Linked DNA regions of Gossypium arboreum: region 1 is linked to region 2. A link is a contact called in public Hi-C data. All regions are on one chromosome and are shown on one strand. Each heading gives the region's core, a stretch centred on a gene start, on an enhancer-like site or on the middle of the called end of the contact. The rest is flanking DNA. Distances are from core to core; before and after follow the strand shown.

Region 1 (4,927 bases), core at 130-2,629, 400 kb before region 2:
TTCCACCATCAAAAAGCAAATACTAGTTTGAGTGCTTTGACGTGAGATATAACATAATCTCTAGCAGACACCGAAGCAGTAGAAAGAGCTCATGCATTAGCATTAGCATTAGCATTCACATTGATGTCCCTTGTAATTAATTCCTCAAACTCAATGTCTAAATGAATGTTAAGTCTTCTAAGTCTTCATGAAACCTTCTCAGTCTCTAAATCTAGCAGGAATAATTCAAGATTTTGACTACTTGATCAAATATCACAAGTGCAAGTATACTATTGTAACAAGTAGTATGATATGATCGTTCCCACAAAGAGCTAATAATCACCAACTATTACTTTATATCCCATCAAAATAAATCGTTGATAGAATATTTTTAAAAACTAAATCTAGCAAATAAAATTAACAAAACAAATTAAAAGGAGTAGTTAATCAATATAAAAAAAAGTTAAAGATTACAATTTTATCCAATTTATAGCTAATTATTCTACTTCCACCTAATTTATTCTAACAAAGTTGAGTATTAAATTTTCTTTAACCCTTTTCGAGAAATTAAAATCTAACTTAATATAGTTACACAGGCATATTCCCATGCCAATAAATTAAATCAAATTGATTAAAATAAACTCTGACCTAAAATGTTTAGGTATATTTCTATTTCAATTACTATTAGATTAAAAGTTATTCATTGTTAACCTAAATCATAAAATCTTTTTCCAATATATTTTTGTCAAAAATAATAGTTGATTAGACTATTAACGATAAAATGTGGAATGAATAACTCCTCAAAACTGAGGAATGGACTAAACATGGAATTAGAAAAAAATTAATTGATGAAAAATTAAAAGCATCTCTAAATAGAAATCATGGAAAATAGAACATGAAAAATAAAAAAGAGATGAAGAAATTGAACCTTCTTACTAATTTAAATGTTTTTGGCTTTTAGATGAACAATTTTAATGTGAAAATATAAAATTACTCTTCTCATTTATATTGGGTATACAAATATAGAGGAATTTTAAATTACAAACATAATATATATTTGTAAAATTTATATTAAGTTTATAATTAAAATTTAAAATTTTAATATATATTAACAGATACACAATATATATTTAAATTTGAAAAAAATTATATACAGTTTTAAATCTAAAATATGAGTTATACATTCAAATAAAATTTTACTTCAAATTATTCAATAAAGGGTTGATGAGAATCCAAATTAAACTACAATAATTAATATTTAAAAACATATTTTGAGAGTATGATAAAAGTAATATAATAAAATCATTATATTATTTGAATAAATAGAAAACAAGGAATATGAAGGGAAAAAATTGGAGTAACGTAAAGTGACATAAGCGAAAAACTGCTATGGTAGGGGGGAGCAGGTGGACGAGTGGTGTCTTGCCAACTCTTCGGTACACGCAGATATTTCCTTCCTTCCCTTCCCTTCCCTCCCCCCCCCTCCCCTCTCCTTCATCACTCCCAATGCCCCCGCTTCTCTCTGCTTCTTAACACAACAGCTCTTCACCAAATTAACCCCCCAAAAAAAACAAAACAAAAATAAGCTTCCTTTCCAGAGCCCCTGCTCTCTCGAATCTCGATCTCCAACCCAAAATATTTCATCAAACCAAAACTTATCTTTCAATTCATTATTATTATTATTATTATTAAAACTTACATTTTGTTCGTCTGTAATTTATGCCAATGGCTCACCAAACTTCTGATCGAATGACCTCTACTGGTACGTCGCCGTTGAATCATAATTCCGTAAACCAACAAACAAAAATTGAAATATGAGATATGATTTATGTCTTCTTTTTTAGGCTGTAAATTTTCAATATAGCTCTTTGGTTTTTTTTGATGTGTTCTTGTTTGATTTTATGGAAGTATCGAATGAGAAATGTGGAATCTATTGCGAGATTGTTTTGCTGGTTTCTTTTATTTATTTAAAGGATATTATTGGAGATGATCGTAGACATAATTAGCGTTTGGCAACAAATAGTATCATCGCGTAACCATAATTGTTCGACAGTTATGATCTATTCTTATGTGTTTATGTTTTCAATGTTTGACGTACTTGTTTACTTACATGCTGCACATTATTGTTCAATATTTGTTGGTTAATCAAAGATTTTGACAATGGTTTTGGAATTCTAGACTCGGCAGAGGTTTTCAACGTTATGGTTCTGGATAGCAACATCCTTTCTAACCCGAACGCTTTGACTAATAAGGTATATTGTTGCTTGCATTGCTTCATTTTGTTGGTTGCCTTGATTAGATTGATATTGCCATTGTTTTAAACCGCTGCGCTCTGCTGACAACTGTTGTTTATAATTGATCATTACTTAGGATGTTGTTATTTGTTCATTTATTTGCACAGGATTTGATAGCTGTTGGTTCCTTGAGGGATGGTTCATCCCATCAGTCGGGATTCATGCCATCTGTTGTTGAGTCCACGACAACCTATTTGCCGAATGCCTATTCTCCTGAGGCACAGTTCCATCAAGAAGGTTAGTTCCTCTGCATTTGTCATATAAAACTTTATCTTGTTTCTGTTAACCTAGTTTCTGATTTCATGTATGTTAAAATATATGTAGAAATCTAGATTAATGGTGTATCAGTATAAGGTTTACAACTTGGATATTTCTTAGGGAACTGATATTCATTCTTGTGCTGATTGGAAGGGTAACTTATTTTGCTGTAAGCAATTCATCTTGTAAATATTTTTTTCCACTTTCTGGTCAAAGTGAAATTAAAAAGATTCAATATTTGACTTCTAATCTATTTGATGTGGGGAACATAGCGGTGGTATTTGAAGATAGAATCTACAAACCTTATGGCAGAAGAACTTCTTTGTATGATTACATTGTGGTTCCTTCGTAGTATCAATAACTGATCTTTGATTTACAGAATTTTTTCATGTTGGCTTATGATTGAATTAGAAGTTTTATCAAATTGTCTCCAAGTCTATACTGGACTTATGTTAATAGTTGCATATCATTTTTAATGTTTGAGGTTGATGTTTTTCCTGTTAGTATTAAGAAACAATAATTTTTTTTCCTTTTTTAGATTCCACTGAAGGTGATTCTAAATTGGATGTGAGGCATGACATGCAATTTTATGGGCTACGGTTGCTTAGGCAGCTAGTTAGCACGGTTGTGGCTGGCAGAATAAGCTTTTTGTATGGCACATTATGCTCTTTCTTACTTTGCTCATTACTCATGAAGTTTTCTCTATGCTTTTGGAATGCAGCTCATAAACAGAGTTCATTGCTTCCATATGTTAATGCTGAGGGTTTGGACAATGGTTTTCATGTGTGTAAACCTACTATCTTTTCCAATCATTTATGATAATTACTATTTGTTTCATTTACTATTATTACTATTTGTTATTTTCTTTCCTTCTATGAATATGTCTTACAAAGGCGTTACTTTTGTTTACCTTACCCAGGACATTTACAATGAAACTGCATCTCTTGGGTTTCATGGTCTTGGGCATAGTCCACAAATGCAACAAAGAGCTTATGCTCCGGTTTCATCTTATCTGCCTCCTGTTGGGGATCCTATCGGGCTGTCCAATGCAAGGCATTTCATCACCATAGATTCATCTTATCACCAGCCATCAGTTTCCCGAAATATTCCACATGTTACTTCAAAGGCCCAGTTTTCTCATTTAGAGTGTCCTGTAAATATTGAGCAACAATTGGTTGGAAAAAGATTTGGGCTGGGAACCAATTACCTTCCTCAGTCAGGATCATTTGATGGAGGAAGAAACTTCTTTGGAAGCTCCAGCAGTCTTTGCTCTTCATACCAAGGGTCTGATGGTTTTGCGGTTGGTGGATTCTGCTCAGACTGGTCAAAGCCTTTTAGTGGGAAGAGTTCTCTGTTTCGTCCCTCATATGCACCAGCTTCTCCAAAACGGGTTGGTTCACTAGAGTTTTCTTCAAACGACCCTGCAATGGTTAGTTCTTTTCCTATCACATATTTTAGGTAGATGGGAAGCTAGCCTTTTTATTTTCTTTTATTTTTCAGATTAGATGGCCATTGAAAATTTGGAAACATAAATTCCATATTTCCTAGCAAGTATTTTTGGCAAAAGGAAAAGCTATATCATGATTGGAGTTGGGCTTGCAGCTAAGAATGGTTATAGAGCTTCTCCCCTCTCTCTCTTTCTCTTTAGGGGTGGAGTGGAGGTGTTAAAGAGGTCATTGAACTTTAGTCTTGTTTGATTAATTCAACTCTTAAGTTGGCTTAATTGGCACCCGCCATAGAAAGTGGTTCTTGTATTAATAATGCAATTGGCTGGTATAAATACCAACTTTTAAGGTGATCAAGGAAAGAACACAAATCTAAGCTCAACTCCTAGAGCTGTCCAGCAATTTTAACTAAAAAAATGTTTAAGATCAAAGCAAATTTGAAGGCACAAATACTCTATTCTCACCAAAACAGGCACCACTTCCCACCTTAAACTATCTTAGTCTAGCCAACAATATCACTATCTTTTCTCCTCCCTCTCTCTCTCTTTCACCATCTAGCATTACTACACAACTCTGTTGATTTTGCATTCTCTAATATTTTCTTGCAATAAATTGTTTCATGCTTAATCATATTGTGTAATTATATAGACACGAAGCCTTAAGTTCTCCATTGAGTTTTTTCAGTAAACTGCCGTCAATTTCAGTTTTCTGCCATTCTTGTAGTTGTCAGTATTTGGTAGCATCTGACTTTGCTTTGACTTGTTGAGAAGAAGAAAGTCAGGTGCTAGCATGGCTGTAGAGAGTGGAGAAAGTCAGGAGGCATGGCAGTGGTGCCCGAGAAAACGAGAGCTTTTATGGTATTTGGTTTTGTTGGTCCTATTTTGTTTTTGCCACCCTTGGCATCTATTTCCTCTTTTTAAATTGGCTAGTTGCTAAATGATCATGGTAGGA
Region 2 (4,935 bases), core at 804-3,303:
GACAAAAGGAAGTGCGCCAAGGAAAGGGATGACCTAAGGATCTTTAGGAAGGAATTCAAGATAGTTACCATAAAGGCCATCAAACACCTTATATGTGGGGTGTATGAAAGGAAGGAAAAACGAGAAGTATGGATAGGTTTAGCTGAAATGCGAGGTATCTAGTGTACAATCGAGTGGAGAGTTTGACCAGAAGAAAGTATTATAGTGAGCTGAGTAGCTCAAAGGAACTGGTGGAGCCTACCACTCTGATAAAAAACATCCACCTAGAGCTACTTGGGAGTTAATTTAAGTTTAAATTTATCTTACATTGTTTACCCTTGTGTAATAGGATTTATTTATGTGCGACCTAGTGAAGGAACTCACTAAATTCAATTGAACTTACAAGATTTTATCTAATATTCATAGGACTTGGAAGGATGATCGAGGATTTCGAGGAGAGGCCAAGCCAGATAGAGATGAGATCGATGATCGCAGGTAATTAGAGTCATGCACATAGGAAGAGGGTACCATTAGAGGCTTCATCTTAGAATCAATTATGTAATAGCCAGATAACATCCTCCAATTTTGGATTTTAGATAGCAAACAGTAGTTAATTGTTAAGAGTTTCTTTGTACCCAGATAGATGGATTTGAAACCAACTTTGAGGGACCCAACACTTAATGGCTCAAGGCCTTAGTTGTAAGAATTATTGTTTTTAATTTCATTATTAGAAACTTTTATTCTTAAGTTGTTTTATAGCAATTAAGTTAGCATAATTATGAATAGGTGAACCCGGTCCATTTGTGACGCACCATACTCGGATCCGACAAATGGGTCGGGCGTGAGGTGTTACATACTTATTAATTAAACTTTCTTTGGCATCCTTCAACCTTATCTTTTGTCAATTATATTCCTTATTTCATTTTATCGAGGAATCCATTATGCACGGTTTTTACTTTATGCTACTTTTATAACATAACAATTTTATGGGTGTTACACTCAACTAAAGCTTTTAACATTTTCCCTTCAATAAAAAAAAAAAACTCTCTAAATTTCAACCCCATTTTCATACTTGAACAATAGAAAACCCTACATTTAACCCTAATCATAATTCAACAATAATTATTTTCTTCATTTCATAGTCCACATTATAATACAAATAATCACAACTATTAACCATATGATTATCTCATTCCTTCTCCATTGTTTTCACTTTTTTCAACATCCTTAATAAAACAATTCTTGAATGAACTGTCAATGGTGGATCATACTAAGAAAAAAAACAACAACAAATTTAGTTTCCATTACCATAGTTCATACAACAAAAAAATCCCTACATGAGTTGTCATTTTATTGGGGAGTTGTTAATTTTGCTAGGTTTCCATAATAGTGCATTGGATTCAAAGTAGGCTACTCCATTCTTTCTTTTTTTATTGGGATAAATACCAAAATTATGTATGAATTATAATTTAATATGCAATAGTATACATGAATTTTGATTTTGTGTAATTTTATACATAAAATTTAATTTGATCCAATTCTTGTAAATTATTAACACAACTATTGATATAACATCATTTTATATTTATCTATTACATACATAAATGATTATATTTATCTAATATAAAAATATATTGATGTATTTATTTCTTTAAATATGTATGATTAAATCAAAATTAAAGTTTTAAGTATACATTTGAACTACAATTAAAGTTTCACGTGTATAATTACACCAAATTAAAATTTATGTATACAATTACACTTAAATCAAATCCATAAATAATTTTAAGATTTATTTATTCTTCCTCTTATCTTCTTCTCTTCATGGTTGGTGAATGTAAAAAAAAAAAAAATAGCTGAGTATAACACAAATTAGCTTAGGGTTTATATAGAAAACTATTCCTTTTCTTTTTCCAAAATAAATATTTAACTTCTTTTTATTGAAAATATTATTTTTTATTTCCCTAAATTTATGTGGCAATTCACGTGGAACCTATATGAAAAACTAACGTGCCACAGAAGACAACAGTTACCCACTAATAGATGATAACGGTTGGATGATCGTTTTGTTCAAACTCGAAATGTTAGTAGCAATTTTAAAAGTTTTGAAAATTCAGTGACAAAAACGTAATTTCAACCAAAGTTGAGGGGAAACCGGGATTATTTACTCAAAAAATAAAATCGTATTTAATTGGATCGTGTGACGTGCCAACATGTGATCTATGATACGGAATCATTACTCGTTAGTCGTCACAGGCGACGGGAGCCGTGATGGGCTGGGCCGAATCCTAAGCTGCCCGCCATTTTTGGCTGCGTTGCTCCATTCCTCCATCTATCAGTGCAAGAAACGCCTATTTCCCTAATCTCAAAAACTCTCCGACCCTAATCTGAGAATGACCGGAGGTGGTCGACGGAGCGCTCGAAGCAGAACCAAACCCTCCACCGATGTCAACGAAGACGATGATGCTTTCAATAAAGCTAAACCAATCTCCAAACTCCGCAGAGTTAAAACCAAAGATCACGGCACCGCACTTCGAATCCTCAACGCTGATCTTAAAATCATTTTAGGTTTCGGCATAATCGCCGCCTTAATTATATTCTTTTTAGTCCATCATCTCATTAGCACAGCTGAAGAAGTTCGTAGACCTAGAGTCGTCACTCCATTTCCAGCTCCCAGAATCATGGACTTACCTCAGGTACTCCAAATGTGAATTTCTATCCCTTTCTCACTTTTTTCCTTCAAATTTTTTTAAGACAAGTTTTTAAATCGCGAATATAAATGTAAGTATATTGGAGTATAGATTTTTTTATACGTATATGTACGTATTTGGTAATGGAGCACTCGATTTGTGACAGTTTCAAGGCGAGCATAAGGAGAGCTTATACTGGGGAACTTATCGTCCTCATGTTTATTTTGGGATTCGTGCAAGGTAATATCATATTTTTACATTCGTAGAGCTTGATATGTTTTTCCCTTTAGGTTTATAATTTTGAACAGAGGAGATAAAGTTCATGTGAATAATTGCATGGTAATTCCTTTTTGGCTAAAAAGTCATTGTAATTGGAGGTTGTTAATTAGCAAACTGTATCTGGCAGGACTCCTCTGTCACTAGTTGCTGGATTAATGTGGCTCGGTGTAAAGGATGGGAGGTATTTTATTCGTCACATTTGCCAAGATTCCGATGATCTGAGCACATATGGTTGGACAAGTCATAATGGACGGGATTTTGGACATCAAGTTCTGGTTGACCAGGATATGACTTTAGCAACAAGTTTCTTGAAATATAAGGAGGATGACAGTGGCTATGGAGGAGACTGGGCAGTTCGAATTAACGTACAAAATCAAGGGTATGTTGCTTGATCTGTTATTTTACTTGTGTTGTTGATTGGATATGTTTAACCTGGTGCTTTCTTGAAGATAGGTCAGAGGAAAATATTGAAGTTGATTTTATGACCGTCCGAGAAAAAAGATTGAATAACTGAAGAATACATTTGTAAATGTACAATTAATGCATATTTCAATTTTATGACTGTCTGTGGCTTAACATTTTTAGTGCCATGCATGTTTCAATTTTAGGTGTAGAATTCTTTGAGTCAATTAATGTATTGAGGTATTATATTTTCCTATATAGCTAGCCTGGCCCTTGGGGAATGATTTTTAAATTCATAATGCAGTAGTGTGAATGGAAAGCCTGATGAACTATAGCTATTAGAAATATTGCTTGCTCTCTACATTCCTGCATACACTCATAATTGCATGTTTATTTTCAAGCTAGAATAACAAGGTGTGTCTGAAAATATCTATAGAATGCATTTACTTGCATGTGGAGCAGAATGTTCAATTCTGAGTGTGTACTTGGCTCACTATTCAATTTCCCTATGGGATCAAGTTTATCATGTTCCATTTTACACCTCTAGGTGGAATGAGGAGATGCAGAAAAATGTGCACCTTTTTTTCTATTTGGCTGAGGAAGATGGAAATGCTCTAAGTTTAGGTGGAGATACCTTAGACATTCACGAGAATTCTCTCCTGGCATCAGGGTTACGAACAGGCATTGGAGAGTGGCAGCTACATCTAAAATCGAAGGTAAAGGGAAATTGAATGAGAATTAGAAATTACAATACTTATATTTGAATGAAAATTTGATACTGATGAGGAAAATTAGTTCATATAGTAGAAAGCTCTCTTGGCCTACTTGCCATTCACACTACCAAAGTAACTCAAATAATGTTCATTTATCTATTTATTGCTGGTTAGCATTTAGGAAAGAGACTGAAATTTGCCACTAATATTTACAGAATCACATGTGCACTTCTTAGTTATGTTACAATTTGAGCATCCTAGATTCAAACAGGAAAGTATCTAAATTATAATAGTCAACTAGCCTAACCTCTTGCTAAATCTTAGCATCAAATAGCTTATATGCTCCCATACTATTTCTTGCAAATTTCGGCCTAAACCTCTCACTAATTGCTTTTAAGGGTTCAATATTTGGATTTTGTTCAATAAAATAACAGGACTTAAATGTGTTTTTGTTTTTCTATAGTTTTATTTGGTAATTGATACTAATTTGGAGCTAACTTTTTTTGTTCTTAATTTGTAGGCTGATCTGGAAGTTCATTATTCTGGTTTAAGGACACCTCATATCCACAATTTGTCTGATCTTGTCCAAGAAAACCTTGCATCCCAAGTTTGTTGGATTTTCATATGCATCATATATTTTTTCAGTTGTTAGAGACTTAGATGAGTTTTTCTTTTCCCCCTTATAACTTCTCTTTACTCTTGTTTCTTTTGCCTTTTAACAGTTAATAAGATTTAATCGGCTTCAGCTACCTGATATCTACCAGAGTTCTTCTAACATTTTAGTTTTTCAGGTAATTTTATGTACACACAATGGATAATACTACTCTTGAAATATTTGCATTCTTGAAGTTAACTTTGGTTCGCCTTTCTTG

The links. Hi-C and Micro-C count contacts between places; a contact is called where the count stands out from the background.
Region 1: a contact with region 2 is called in a Hi-C map of leaf, with 3 times the contacts expected there. The contact joins the promoter of LOC108458181 here to the promoter of LOC108467160 in region 2. A contact is called at or near these places in 2 of 5 Hi-C or Micro-C datasets (both in leaf).

What each region holds. Positions count from the first base shown.
Region 1 is chr2:66,552,378-66,557,304 of ASM2569848v2, reverse strand. It overlaps LOC108458181 (YTH domain-containing protein ECT2-like), which reads left to right and starts at 1,379. Exons shown (of 8, transcript XM_053024888.1): 1 at 1,379-1,741; 2 at 2,158-2,231; 3 at 2,381-2,510; 4 at 3,070-3,314; 5 at 3,451-3,960. The coding sequence starts at 1,699.
Region 2 is chr2:66,155,652-66,160,586 of ASM2569848v2, reverse strand. It overlaps LOC108467160 (mannosyl-oligosaccharide glucosidase GCS1), which reads left to right and starts at 2,053. Exons shown (of 21, transcript XM_017767704.2): 1 at 2,053-2,675; 2 at 2,836-2,909; 3 at 3,076-3,327; 4 at 3,898-4,066; 5 at 4,584-4,670; 6 at 4,786-4,854. The coding sequence starts at 2,373.